Regions from separate parts of the Mus musculus genome. Here all the other regions are linked to region 3. Evidence: chromatin contacts called from public HiChIP or PLAC-seq and promoter capture Hi-C data. All regions are on one chromosome and are shown on one strand. Each heading gives the region's core, a stretch centred on a gene start, on an enhancer-like site or on the middle of the called end of the contact. The rest is flanking DNA. Distances are from core to core; before and after follow the strand shown.

What was found. Promoter capture Hi-C pulls out the DNA fragments that hold promoters and counts their contacts. HiChIP or PLAC-seq counts read pairs in DNA pulled down with a chosen protein or histone mark.
Region 1: a contact with region 3 is called in an H3K4me3 HiChIP or PLAC-seq map of stem cell-derived neural progenitor cells, with 14 read pairs. The contact joins the enhancer-like site here to the promoter of Pqlc3 in region 3. A contact is called at or near these places in 3 of 39 promoter capture datasets (the 3T3-L1 cell line and cranial neural crest), 4 of 484 Hi-C or Micro-C datasets (adipose-derived mesenchymal stem cells, cortical neurons and myocytes), 3 of 115 datasets of contacts at active chromatin or transcription factors (bone marrow-derived macrophages, memory CD8 T cells and stem cell-derived neural progenitor cells) and 1 of 9 other capture datasets (embryonic stem cells).
Region 2: a contact with region 3 is called in a promoter capture Hi-C map of cranial neural crest. The contact joins the enhancer-like site here to the promoter of Pqlc3 in region 3. A contact is called at or near these places in 13 of 39 promoter capture datasets (the 3T3-L1 cell line, the C10 cell line, cranial neural crest and 8 more), 1 of 15 datasets of contacts at CTCF or cohesin (the NIH/3T3 cell line), 7 of 484 Hi-C or Micro-C datasets (cortical neurons, embryonic stem cells, nephron progenitors and 2 more), 3 of 115 datasets of contacts at active chromatin or transcription factors (embryonic stem cells, neural tube and stem cell-derived neural progenitor cells) and 2 of 9 other capture datasets (embryonic stem cells and pancreatic islet).

Annotation. Positions count from the first base shown.
Region 1 is chr12:17,358,925-17,362,465 of GRCm38.p6, forward strand. It overlaps Nol10 (nucleolar protein 10), which reads left to right. Exons shown (of 21, transcript NM_001008421.1): 7 at 166-231; 8 at 2,210-2,270. Among named protein-coding and RNA genes, the nearest start is that of Mir3066, 5.3 kb to the left of the region's middle. Within about 2 kb of position 1,982, at least 25 of the 459 cell types and tissues checked have an H3K27ac peak or open chromatin away from gene starts, as enhancers often do. A contact at or near this core is called in stem cell-derived neural progenitor cells, where this site is marked.
Region 2 is chr12:16,738,509-16,742,120 of GRCm38.p6, forward strand. Greb1 (gene regulated by estrogen in breast cancer protein) reads right to left here. Exons shown (of 35, transcript NM_015764.4): 4 at 1,381-1,746. The coding sequence starts at 1,537. Among named protein-coding and RNA genes, the nearest start is that of Greb1, 61 kb to the right of the region's middle. Within about 2 kb of position 1,458, at least 14 of the 459 cell types and tissues checked have an H3K27ac peak or open chromatin away from gene starts, as enhancers often do.
Region 3 is chr12:16,998,435-17,002,055 of GRCm38.p6, forward strand. It overlaps Pqlc3 (PQ loop repeat containing), which reads right to left and starts at 1,684. Exons shown (of 7, transcript NM_172574.2): 1 at 1,379-1,684. The coding sequence starts at 1,521.

The sequences.
Region 1 (3,541 bases), core at 732-3,231, 360 kb after region 3:
TGAGAGGTGCTGAGAACTGAACTTGGGTTCCTGTAAGAATCTCAGATCTTAACCACCAAGATGAGCATAGTGTATGCCTGTGAGTGAGAGCTGTCATGAGCTTCTGAAGTTTATACTTACTCACCCGAAATGCTTATAGTTCACCAGATCCTTTGTCCCTTGCAGCTCTGAAGTTTATAGATTAAACTTAGAACAAGGGCGGTACCTGAATCCTCTCCAGACGGACGCCGCGTGAGTACTCCAGTTCTACTGCTGCACGAATTTTGCCCAGGAGATGGAGCCAGAGGCTCGTGTTGTTATCAAGTGACCTAGTTGCATTAAACCAGCATCCTGGGCCATCATTTAAAAGAACATCATTAACTGCTCTTAATCAGAACTGAAGGTGGTGGTCCGTTTCTTTCCTTTTCCCAAGACCACTACCACCTGACCCTATGATTTCTTAAAAGTTTAAGTTCTTATATAAAAAGACTTGTAATTTAATCCTAGCACAAAGGAGGCAGAACTGGGTGGATCTCTTGAGTTCAAGACCAACCTGGTCTACATAGCAAGTTTCAGGCCAGCTGGGGCTATAGAGAGAGACCAGGCCAGCCAGGATTTTATACAGAGACCCTGTCTTAAAACTGCAACAACAAAACTTCTACCCAACTTTTAAAAACTCAGTTTATTATTTTTACTTTTATTACTAAGTTTTCATCAATGATTTGTTTTGTGTTACTCTTTTTTTGTGAATTCCTTTTTTAAGACAGGGTTTGTTACCTTATAGCTCTGGCTGTCCTATATAATTCACTATGTAGACTAGCTTAGTCTTGAATGCCAAGAGATCTGTCTGAGCTTCCCTCCCAGCTGCTGGGCTTAAAGTTACGCACTGTCACACTCAATTTGTGGAAATCTTTAAAATTTTATTCTTGATTAGTAGACATTTAAATTTTTAGTTGTTTTTTGTTTTTTTTTCTTTTGCTACATATTCTAAGCTACCTTTTCCTTTAAAAAAGTTTTTTGGTAATTTTATTGTTCTATACTTACTCTTTTGCATTTATTTTGCTTTCTGTTCCTTTTGAGACAGTGTTTCCATGTACCCTGTGTGGTCTGGCATTTAATAGAGACCAAGCTGGCCTCCATCTTGTGGCAGTCCTCCTGTCTCCCTCTCCACAGAGCTAAGATGACAGACATTGCCACCATGCTCAGTTATACTTTTATTCAAAAAGACATTCTTCAGGAGTGACCCTACCGTCTACCTCCTTATAATGACGAGTAGCAGATGTGCAGAAGAGTGGATGCACTCCCCATGCCGAGTGCCGTGCAGCCCTCTATCTGTATCAGCTAACAGTGACAGCAGGGTCTGGTAGGGCCCGCCCTGTCTCCGTTCACAGAGGGCAGCTGCACTGGGGTAGGCGGCTTGCCCAGGGCCCTGCAGCTAGGCAGGTGTGGAAGCGGGACTGCTGCCCATCTGTACATGCAGAGCTTACTACCTGTGCCTTATCTCTACGAGAGCTTTCTGAAAGAACATGGAGTGGTAAAAATCCTGAGCTGGAAAAATGCTTTGGTTCTTCCCCTGGTTTAAAATACTTTTGTTTAAAAACTTGTAATTTCCACCCAGTTCTGCCTCCTGAGTGCTGGGATTAAATTACAAGTCTTCTTATACAAGAACTTAAACTTTTAAGAAATACATTATTATGTAATGAAAAATTACCTGCTCATCAGCTGCTTAATTTCCTGTTCATAACCTCTGTTATTTATTACATATCCTTTATACTCTGGACTGGAGCATTTTGTTCTGTGATTTAATCCTCACAGTAACCCATTGAGGAAGGTCAAAATTCACTCCAGCGAGTAAGAAAATGAGGCTTTGTTTGCACATTCAGGTCTTGAGGTTGCCATAGTGATGGCCTGTGTCCTTAAGAATGCTGCCTTGCCTTGGAAGAAAATAGAAGGACCTTTCTTCTCATGGTGGGATAGTATTTCAGAAGGAGGGCCTCTCTTGTCTGGCATCTAGCAGGTAGTGTCCCCCTGGGTATTGGGGCTCTGGTGACTGTGAGCCATGCCGTTACTCACCCGTGCCTCGGTGCATTTCCTTTGTGGATGAGCATCTGCATATTTCTGTCCACAGGCTTTGGATGCCTACAGACTTAGAGCGTTCATTGAGTGCCTCTCTCTTCCCCTGAGCTAGATGCTCCCTAATACTTTCTCCTGTGTTTGTGTTGCTGTTTAGGGAGAACAATGTTTGTGACATAAATGCAGTGCATGGCTTGTTCGCCACAGGAACAATAGAGGTTAGTGCGTGTTCACACTGAAACAAATGTGTTTCATTTGTTGACAGTTTCAGTTTGTGTGCATTCCACACTTGCCACTGTGCTTATATAGAGATAAGAAGACAACTTACTGTAGTTGGTTCCGTTCTTCTGTGTGAGTCATTGAACTCAGGTTGTCAGGCTTGGCAGCAAGTCCCCTTACCCACTGAACTGTTTTTCATTTCAAAAAAGATTTTCTGGGGTCTGGAGAGATGACTCAGCAGTTACAAGTGTACTGTTGCTCTTATAGAGCACCTGAATTTGGTGTCCACCACCCAGGTAGAGCAGCTCACAACAGCCTATGACTTGAGCTCTGGGGATCTGAGATCATCTTGCCCTTTGGGCACATGCACCCACAGACTCATACCTATATAGAGACATACAAATATATCCAATTAAAAATAGAGACCTGCCTAACATTGTGGGACCTAGGTTTGGTCCCTAGTGGTGTCTAAATTCGTGAGACAATCAGATAGTCAGTCAAACCAATTAATTAATCAATCTTTAGCTTTTAATGTATTTAAGAAAATTACACCTTTAGACATGTTGAAAACAGTTCAGTGATAGCGTCCCACACATTCCTTTTTAAAATAAACATGTCATTTTCTAAGAGGTTTTCTAAGCCATTTGAAAGTAAATTATGAACATTAAGACACTTCATGCCTAAATATTTGAAATACAATTTTTAAAAACAAGGACTCAAGCTGAGGATGGTAGACCATACCCCAACTCTTGGTAGTAGATATTAGAGAATTAGAAGCTGAAGGCTAGCCTTGTCTATACAGTGAGTGCAAGCTGATCTTGGCTATAAAAGTCTTTGTCTCAAAAAGCCAAAAAATAAGGTAGGCGTGGTGAAGCACGCCTTTAATCCCAATTTGGGAGGCAGAGGCAGGCGGATCTCTTGAGTTGGAGGCCAGCCTGCTGTACAGAATTGAGTTCCAGGATAGCCAGGGCCACACAGAGAAACCCTGTCTACAAACAAACAACCTCCCAAAGCTAAAAAAGTAAAAAGTAATCCAGATTAAAGAAAAGACCTATCCAATGATCTTAACTACTCCGGAGACTAACGGAGGAGGATCACTTGAGCCCTGGAAGTCAACGGTAGCCTGGATGACAGTGAGGTTCTTATTCAAACAAAGCCATAAAGACCTTTTTCATAAAATATAAATGTCTTCTTCCCGTGGAGCCAACTCAAGGGTCATGTGTCTAGTTGGGACTTCTTCATTTTTCTTAATTATGAAGTAAATCACCTT
Region 2 (3,612 bases), core at 208-2,707, 260 kb before region 3:
AACAAAGAAGAGATCCTAATAGAGGGGGCCAGTCGGCCACCTAGGGAGATCTTCAGCTTCAAGAGAAGGTAACTGGGAGCCCCCACAGGCTTTCTGCTGCTCTCTGTTCCCCTGTGAGCAGCCAGCTAGCAATTCTGCGACCCCTCAGAATCTCCAAGTCACCTTGGGCCTCAGCAATAGCAGGTGAACGGATGGACTGTAGATTTTAGGGCACTGTTGGAGTATTCTAAATTATCACCAGCATGATTGCTGCTCTCAATTTGACACCAGCAAGACTTGTCAACTCCGTAAGTAGTTAAGGAGGTCCCTGGAAATTGTATTTCACAGAAACCTTTCACCTGATCAAAAATGGGATCAATTAAATAATATCCAAGGACTTCTCTATGCCCTGTGAGGTCAGACACTTCCTATGCCAGAAAACATGAGGACTCTCTTAATGACTATCAGAGAATTCCATGTTGTCCTGACAGCACCGGTCACAAGCTACAATCTCTTAGACTTAGACCCAGGTTGGGGTCTTAGATCTTTATCTGTGCCATTTGCAAGGAGGCTCTGTTTGCCCTCTCAGAAAAATAAGAGATTTCAGGCATCCATGGGCCTGCTCAGCACAGAGTTTCTTCAAGACAGGCAAGCCACACACTGTGCCCTAAAGCCCAACATAGTACAAACTTGACAGACATTTTTCTTTCCTTTTTAATGATTTTTTTCCACTTTAAAACCATGACCTTTTCTACTTCAAAAACTATTTACATTTCTGTGTAATTTCAAGCAAAGAGCATAAACTTACATATAAATAAATAATTCTAGACTAGTAGCCGTTCATCCTGTGGATTGCTTCAGGCTTACTTACGTGACATGAAAACACAGTTTACCTTCCAGATAAGGGGAATTCTCAAGTCCTCCACATACTTACAGATCATTTATTAACTTAAGTCTTGGTACATGTAAAATTCAAAAAGGTTTTCTGTTAATTTCTTTTAAGCTTTTGTGAGACTCTTACACCTGTTACCACACAGAGACATAACCTCTAAATGATTTTTACAAAGATAAGAACATGAATCGCAAGAGGAAAAGAAAGGAAATACAGAGCTGAGGGCCAGACGTATTAAAATCCCTTACCAACAAACTATCTCATCAGATATAAATAATGCTTTTGGGGGAGCCCAGCATACAGTGTTCTCCCTGTCTCTTATGAGTCCAAGATTTTTCTTCTTTGTATTTTTTAGCCTGAAACTTACCTTTAAACAAATAAAAATATCTGTGTGCAACTTTCATTCTTTTTCACTAGACTCTAGATCTTCTGAATAGGGCTGTCGTTAACGGTAGCCACACGTAATAAAAACTGCACACACACCAACATAAGAAATGTATGATTCTTACCTTCTAACGATGACAGCTGCTGCTCAGCCTCCAGATACAGCTGCGAGAAAATGGGCCGGGGCACCAGGGTGTTGGAGCGTAAGGAAGCCTCGATGGAGTTGTGGAGGACCTCTTCAAACCGTGTGCTCTTTAGCTGGCCAGCATAGGAATTGCCCATCTCCGGAGCACAAAGAAGACAGAGTCTTCTGGTTAAAATGACATTTCAGTTCTGCCTAGAAGGGCTGACTCCTCACAAAGCCCGACAAAGAGGCAAGCAGCAGCAGCAGCAGCAGCAGCAGCAGCAGCAGCAGCAGCAGCAGCAGCAAGAGGGGACGGGTTGCAGCCTCTGCTCAGCACCAGACAGGAGAGGGCGGCTCTCCACAGCTCCTGCCAGGCAATTACAGGAAGTTATATAAGTAACAACCCCCACTGAGTCCACACTCAGAGAGCCCACTGCCTCTTAGCGTATCCCACAAAGAAGAGTTTAGGCTTTCCTGATTTCCCCCAGAGATAGGATCCTGCCTCCAAGGGTCCCCAGGCAAATGAGATTAACTTTTGCCAGAAATGGCTACTCATATCTGTGATAACGTGAGAGCATGAGCCCAGGTTTTAGGATTACAGGAGACATGCATGTGCACACACACACACACACACACACACACACACAAACACACACACACACACACACACACACACACACCCCTAAAGGCAGGATCAGCAGACTCTATCTCTGCTGTTTCTGGTAAAAGGCTGGCTGTTAAAATTCTCCCTTTAAAGTCCAAAGGGTTTTCAACCTGTGGGTCACAACCCCTATGGGGTCCAAACCCTATAGGTTGCCTAAGACCATCAGAAAAAAAAACTGCACATTTACATTACAACTCATAAGAGTAGCAAAATTACAGTTACAAAATAGCACTGGAGCTAATTTTATGGTTGTGGATCATCACAATATGAGGAGCTGTATTAAAGGGTCTCGGCACTGGGACGGTTGAGAACCACTGATATGACTGTATGTTAGCTTATTGAACATCTTTATCATAAGGAGTAATGCAGAACAATCCCAGAACCTCTGAAAAGAAGAGGAAACCACTGATACTTCCAGCCCCCCAAGACAATCGGCCTTGCTTTATCTGTGGTAACTTCAAACTAACTCACACACCAAAGTAGACAACTCATTGGTTTGTACTGTACTCTCCATGTTGTGCAACTGTGACATGACCAGTCTGGATGTCCATCATCCCCAGAAAGAAGTGTCAGAGCTGTCACCCCCCAGCCCTGCAACAAGCTTGCTCTCTGTCACTGCAGATTTTCCTTGGTCTGTCTACTGCACGTATGGAAGCATTGGCCAGGAAGCCTTCTGCCAACGGCTTCTTCCACTTAACACAGAGGCTCCAAGATACAAATGCATCATGGTAAGCAGGTGGCAAAGGAGGGGCCCACCTTTAATCCCAGTGCTCAGGAAGCAGAGGCAGGAGGATCTCTGTGAATTTGAGACCAGCTTGGTCTACAAGGCAAGTTCCAAGACATCCAGAGCTACACAAAAAAGCCCTGTCTCAAAAAACAAAAAACAAAAACAAACAAACCCAAATGCATGGTAGTATATGAATCAGCAGTGTGCTGCCACAGGGATTTGTCTGTTTGTTTGTTTTGTTTGCAGGCCTGAGGATGAAACCCACAGCTTCTCACCAGCTAAGGGAGAGCACATCCACTGAGCACATGAACCAGCCCTGCCACTGTGCTGTTTTTGCAACCTTCACTCTCTTCAGAACTTTGGCTGGGAAGGGATGGGGTACCCACAGAGTGATAATCATATATAATTACTTCACTTGATATACACTTGTCTCTCATTCCCCTTACACATGCTTTTAAAATCACTTTAATGGCTCATAACATCTTACTGAGAGAAAACTCAGGCACTTGCCCAAACACTTCTCTGATTTGTACTTATGGTTCAATGTCTGCTTTTGAGCCAAGAGCAAGCACTCAGTGTCCTATACCCTCCTGATGGCTTCTAGTCTTTGGCTCTGACATTAATGTTAGCATTGGGTTTATATTTCTTCCTTCCTGCTTCCTTCTAGTCTCATCTGTTGAATTCCTTCCAATTCCTAGAAAATAACTGCTTGTTCATGACTTCAGCAATAGGGACATGTAAGGCCACACTGTCCTCTAACCACTTCTTTGCTATGGCATGTAAGTTAACCATAGAACCAGCTAATTAATCTCTTCTCTTCTCTTCTCTTCTCTTCTCTCTCT
Region 3 (3,621 bases), core at 434-2,933:
ATCTGGCTGGTGAGGGGCAGGCAGACAGGCAAGCAAGGCCCAGGAGGGAAGCAGAATTGTAGTGACCACCCTACTCATGGAGGGAGAAGGAGGGGGAAGGGAGCTAAAGAAGGGAAGGAGGAGTCAGAATGTAGACCGACAGGATCCAGGTAGATTGCCGTCCTATCCCTATTGTTCCTGCCTCTGGATTAAAACAACTTTACCAATAAAGCTGCTTGAGGATTTGCCTGTAGGGGCCCCAGAAGGACCTTCAGAAAGTTCTCAGGAACTAGGAACCATTGTAGTCTGGCGGAAGTAGGGATAAATAACTAGTAGATTTCAATGGTGGATCATATTCGTGCCTTCTGGCCACAGAACTGGTCTTAACCCTGCTAAGCCCACCTACTGCCTCAAAGGGAGAAAGGGAGGCCTTTGGGAGTTCCAGAAAGAGCCTGCTATTTACAGCACGACCTACTGCAAGACCCTTCCAGATCCCGGGGAACATTCCATGGCCAGAGCTGTTTTCTACTGGAGTCAGCTGTTGGATTTGAGACCATCTCTGGTTGAGTTTACGAATTTAAAGCCAGGCAGCAAAGAGTTAGCTACAAGCAGAATAGGAGACGTTGGGCTGGCACTCTGTAGGCATCCCTGAGCTTTCTATTCAGTCCTGCATCCTGAAGCCTCAGCTTCAGATGCCTATGAAGAATTTAGCAAACCAGAGGTCAAATAGCTCTCCTGACTTCACACCCGCATCCTCTGCCACAGCCAGACTGTCACTTTTGCATCCTCCAGTCTGTCTGTTGCCTTACCTCTCACCCTGACAGCCTTCTCCCTTCTCTGAAATTCACATACTCTTGTACTGTGCAGCCTTACGGGCCAGAGACCCTTCAGAGCCCCGCCTACCATCAAGCGTCCCTGGAAAGGTACACCTTGAAGCACCGCACCCCTTCCCCAACTCTATAGATGGGCGCGCCCCACTGAATGGACACAGGACCAATGGGTGACCGTGGGGTGAGGCTAGTGTCAAACCGAGAGGGCTCAGCCTGGTGCAAGATCACAGGACTTAGGGGTGTGTTTTCCGTTTGCTTTTTCCAACCAAAGTTTTACAACTTTGCCCCTTACTCTACTACATAGCCAAGGCTATTGAGAACTTGGCTCCTGCAGCAGTCACAGGCCATCCCTACCCGTTGGACCCCAGCTCAATTTTCAAACGTCTACTCAAGTTCCCCATCTTCGCTGAATTTGTAAAATGGGCATGCTCAGGCAAATCGTGGAATTTGGGAAGAAGCAGGGGAGGTGGGTGGGAGCGCCCCGGGTAAGCACCTCCTAGCCCCGAGCCCCCGAGTTAACCCTTGGTTTCCCGGACTCCCAATTCCTCGCAGGCCTCCCGGGACCTTACCCCGCCAGCTCCAAAAGTAAACTAGGGAGGCTGATGCCCCGCGCGCTGCGCGCCGCCAGCTGCGCGTAAATCTGCGGCAGCTTGAGTGCGGCGCAGACGCCCAGCGTGCTCCAGTTGCAGAACCATAGCAGTCCGGCCTCCATTCTGCAATCTCGGACGTGCCGGGCCAGGGGGGTTCAGGATCTTATAGGTGAGAACCGGAGGCTCAAAGTCCAAAAAGTCCTTCCGCCTTGCCGCCGGCCGGGTCCCGCCCTGATCACGCCCCGAGCTGCTGTGCAGCAAGTGCGCTCCGCCCCGAGTCTGCTCCACTCAAGATGCTCCCTACCCCTTTAGTCTGTTCCGCGCCCGTGCGCCCCGCCCAGAGTCTGCTCCGCTCGGAGCGCACCCCGCCCCAGTCTGCTCCGCTCCTAGCGCACCCAGCTCGGAGTTGGCTTGGCTCGGGATGCTCCCTGCCCTGTGTCTGCTGTGCTCCCGGTCCTTCCAGACTCCAGGGCGGTGGTTCTGTCCTGCCCTGTGTGCGCACTGCCTGGAGTCTGCTCTGCTCCCGGTCCTTCCAGACCCCAGGGCGGTGGTTCTGCCCTGCCCTGTCAGGCACTGCCAACTGCTGATTCACTTTCCGGGTTCCACCCAAGGGTGCTCCTCCTCGCAGAGTGGAAACGCCCGAACAGACTAGCCTTCTCCGGGGTTAGGTGGGCCCAGGGCCTACACACACACACACACACACACACACACACACACACACACACACACACACACACACACACACACACACACACACACCAGGACACACACACACACACCAGGACATTCACCCATAGGCTCATTTTCCTGTTTTCTCATGCAAATTGGCCTTGAACTAACTAACTAACTAACTAACTAACTAACTAACTAACTCTCTCTCTCTCCCTCTCTCTTTCTCTCTCCCTCTGTGTGTGTGTGTGTGTGTGTGTGTGTGTGTGTGTGTGTGTGTGTGTGTGTGGCCTAAGCCAGCCTTCAACCTCGGATCCACCTGCTTCCGCTTTCCAAGTGCTAAGATTTCTAGTGTGTGCCACTGCACCAGGCCGTTGACCTTGTGGTTTGAGACAGGATCACGCGACCCATGTTGGCTTTTTCCTACCTTCTTTTGGCAAATGCTGGGATTACAAGCTTGTTCCATCGTACCCTCTGAGAGCCCACTCTTTCCAACCTTCCCTCCTCTTTTTATTTTTATTAGGTTTTGTTGTTGTTGGCATGTGTGCGAGTCTGTGATTGAGTGCTTGTGTAAACAAATGGACAACCTCAAGTGTCATTCCTCCAGGACTGTGTACCGCCCCCCCCCCACTTTCCCTTTTTAAGGTGGATTCTGGGGATCTAATTCAGGTCCTCAAAGGAGTTGGTAGATGACTATTGATAGGGGATGTTGCTGCTGTTTCCCCTCGGTTGGGTCCATGCTCTCTCTCATATGAGGGCAACTGATCGCTGGCTGGAGAGCTCAGGGCCCATAGCACACCCTTGGAAGGTGAGTGTAGTGGGAGTGTCATGAGGTCCCTCTCCTGTAGTGCTTATAAACTGTAAACAGTAGCTTTGGGGGAGGGGGAGGGAGGCTGACAACCTGACTGCAGTCAGTGATGCAGTTTTCTTTCCTGAGTCATCACCCATGCTGGGTGGTGCAGTGCCTGTATCACTTGCAGTCCAGTTAACAATCCCAATAGATGCATTGTCGACCAAAGCTGCACATGATGGGATTGATTCTTTGGGCTATTGGAGCCCTACCTGGGGAGAGTTGGCACCTCTGTATATCTCCGCAGGAGAAACAACACAGCGGGGAGGAAACCTGGACACCCTTTAGGCGCGAGACTGGAACGGGGGGGGGGGGTGTCATTTTCCCTACCTCTGGAGATCACTAGGTTATGAGGCAGAACACTAATTCTGTGCTGTAAACCAGCACACCTGCCTTCCTGCCTCCAGTCTTCATCAAGTGTGCGCACACACACACTTGAGCCCATATTTTAGCTATGTTGCTCATCAGTAGACAATTCTGCTCCTAAGAAAAGTAGACAAGAATGGGGATCCCAGCCAGCCAGTTCTGCTGAGTTACTCCATATTGTGTAAGCAAGCAGCTTTGCCCCAGTGACTCCATTTTACAAAGTTGCAATTGCTCCATTTTGAGGGTAAATGCTAACATAAAAGGATCTCACATCGCATGTACGCAAACAATCCCCTAAATCTGTAGGCTAGCCATGTCCACACTTATGCTGCACATA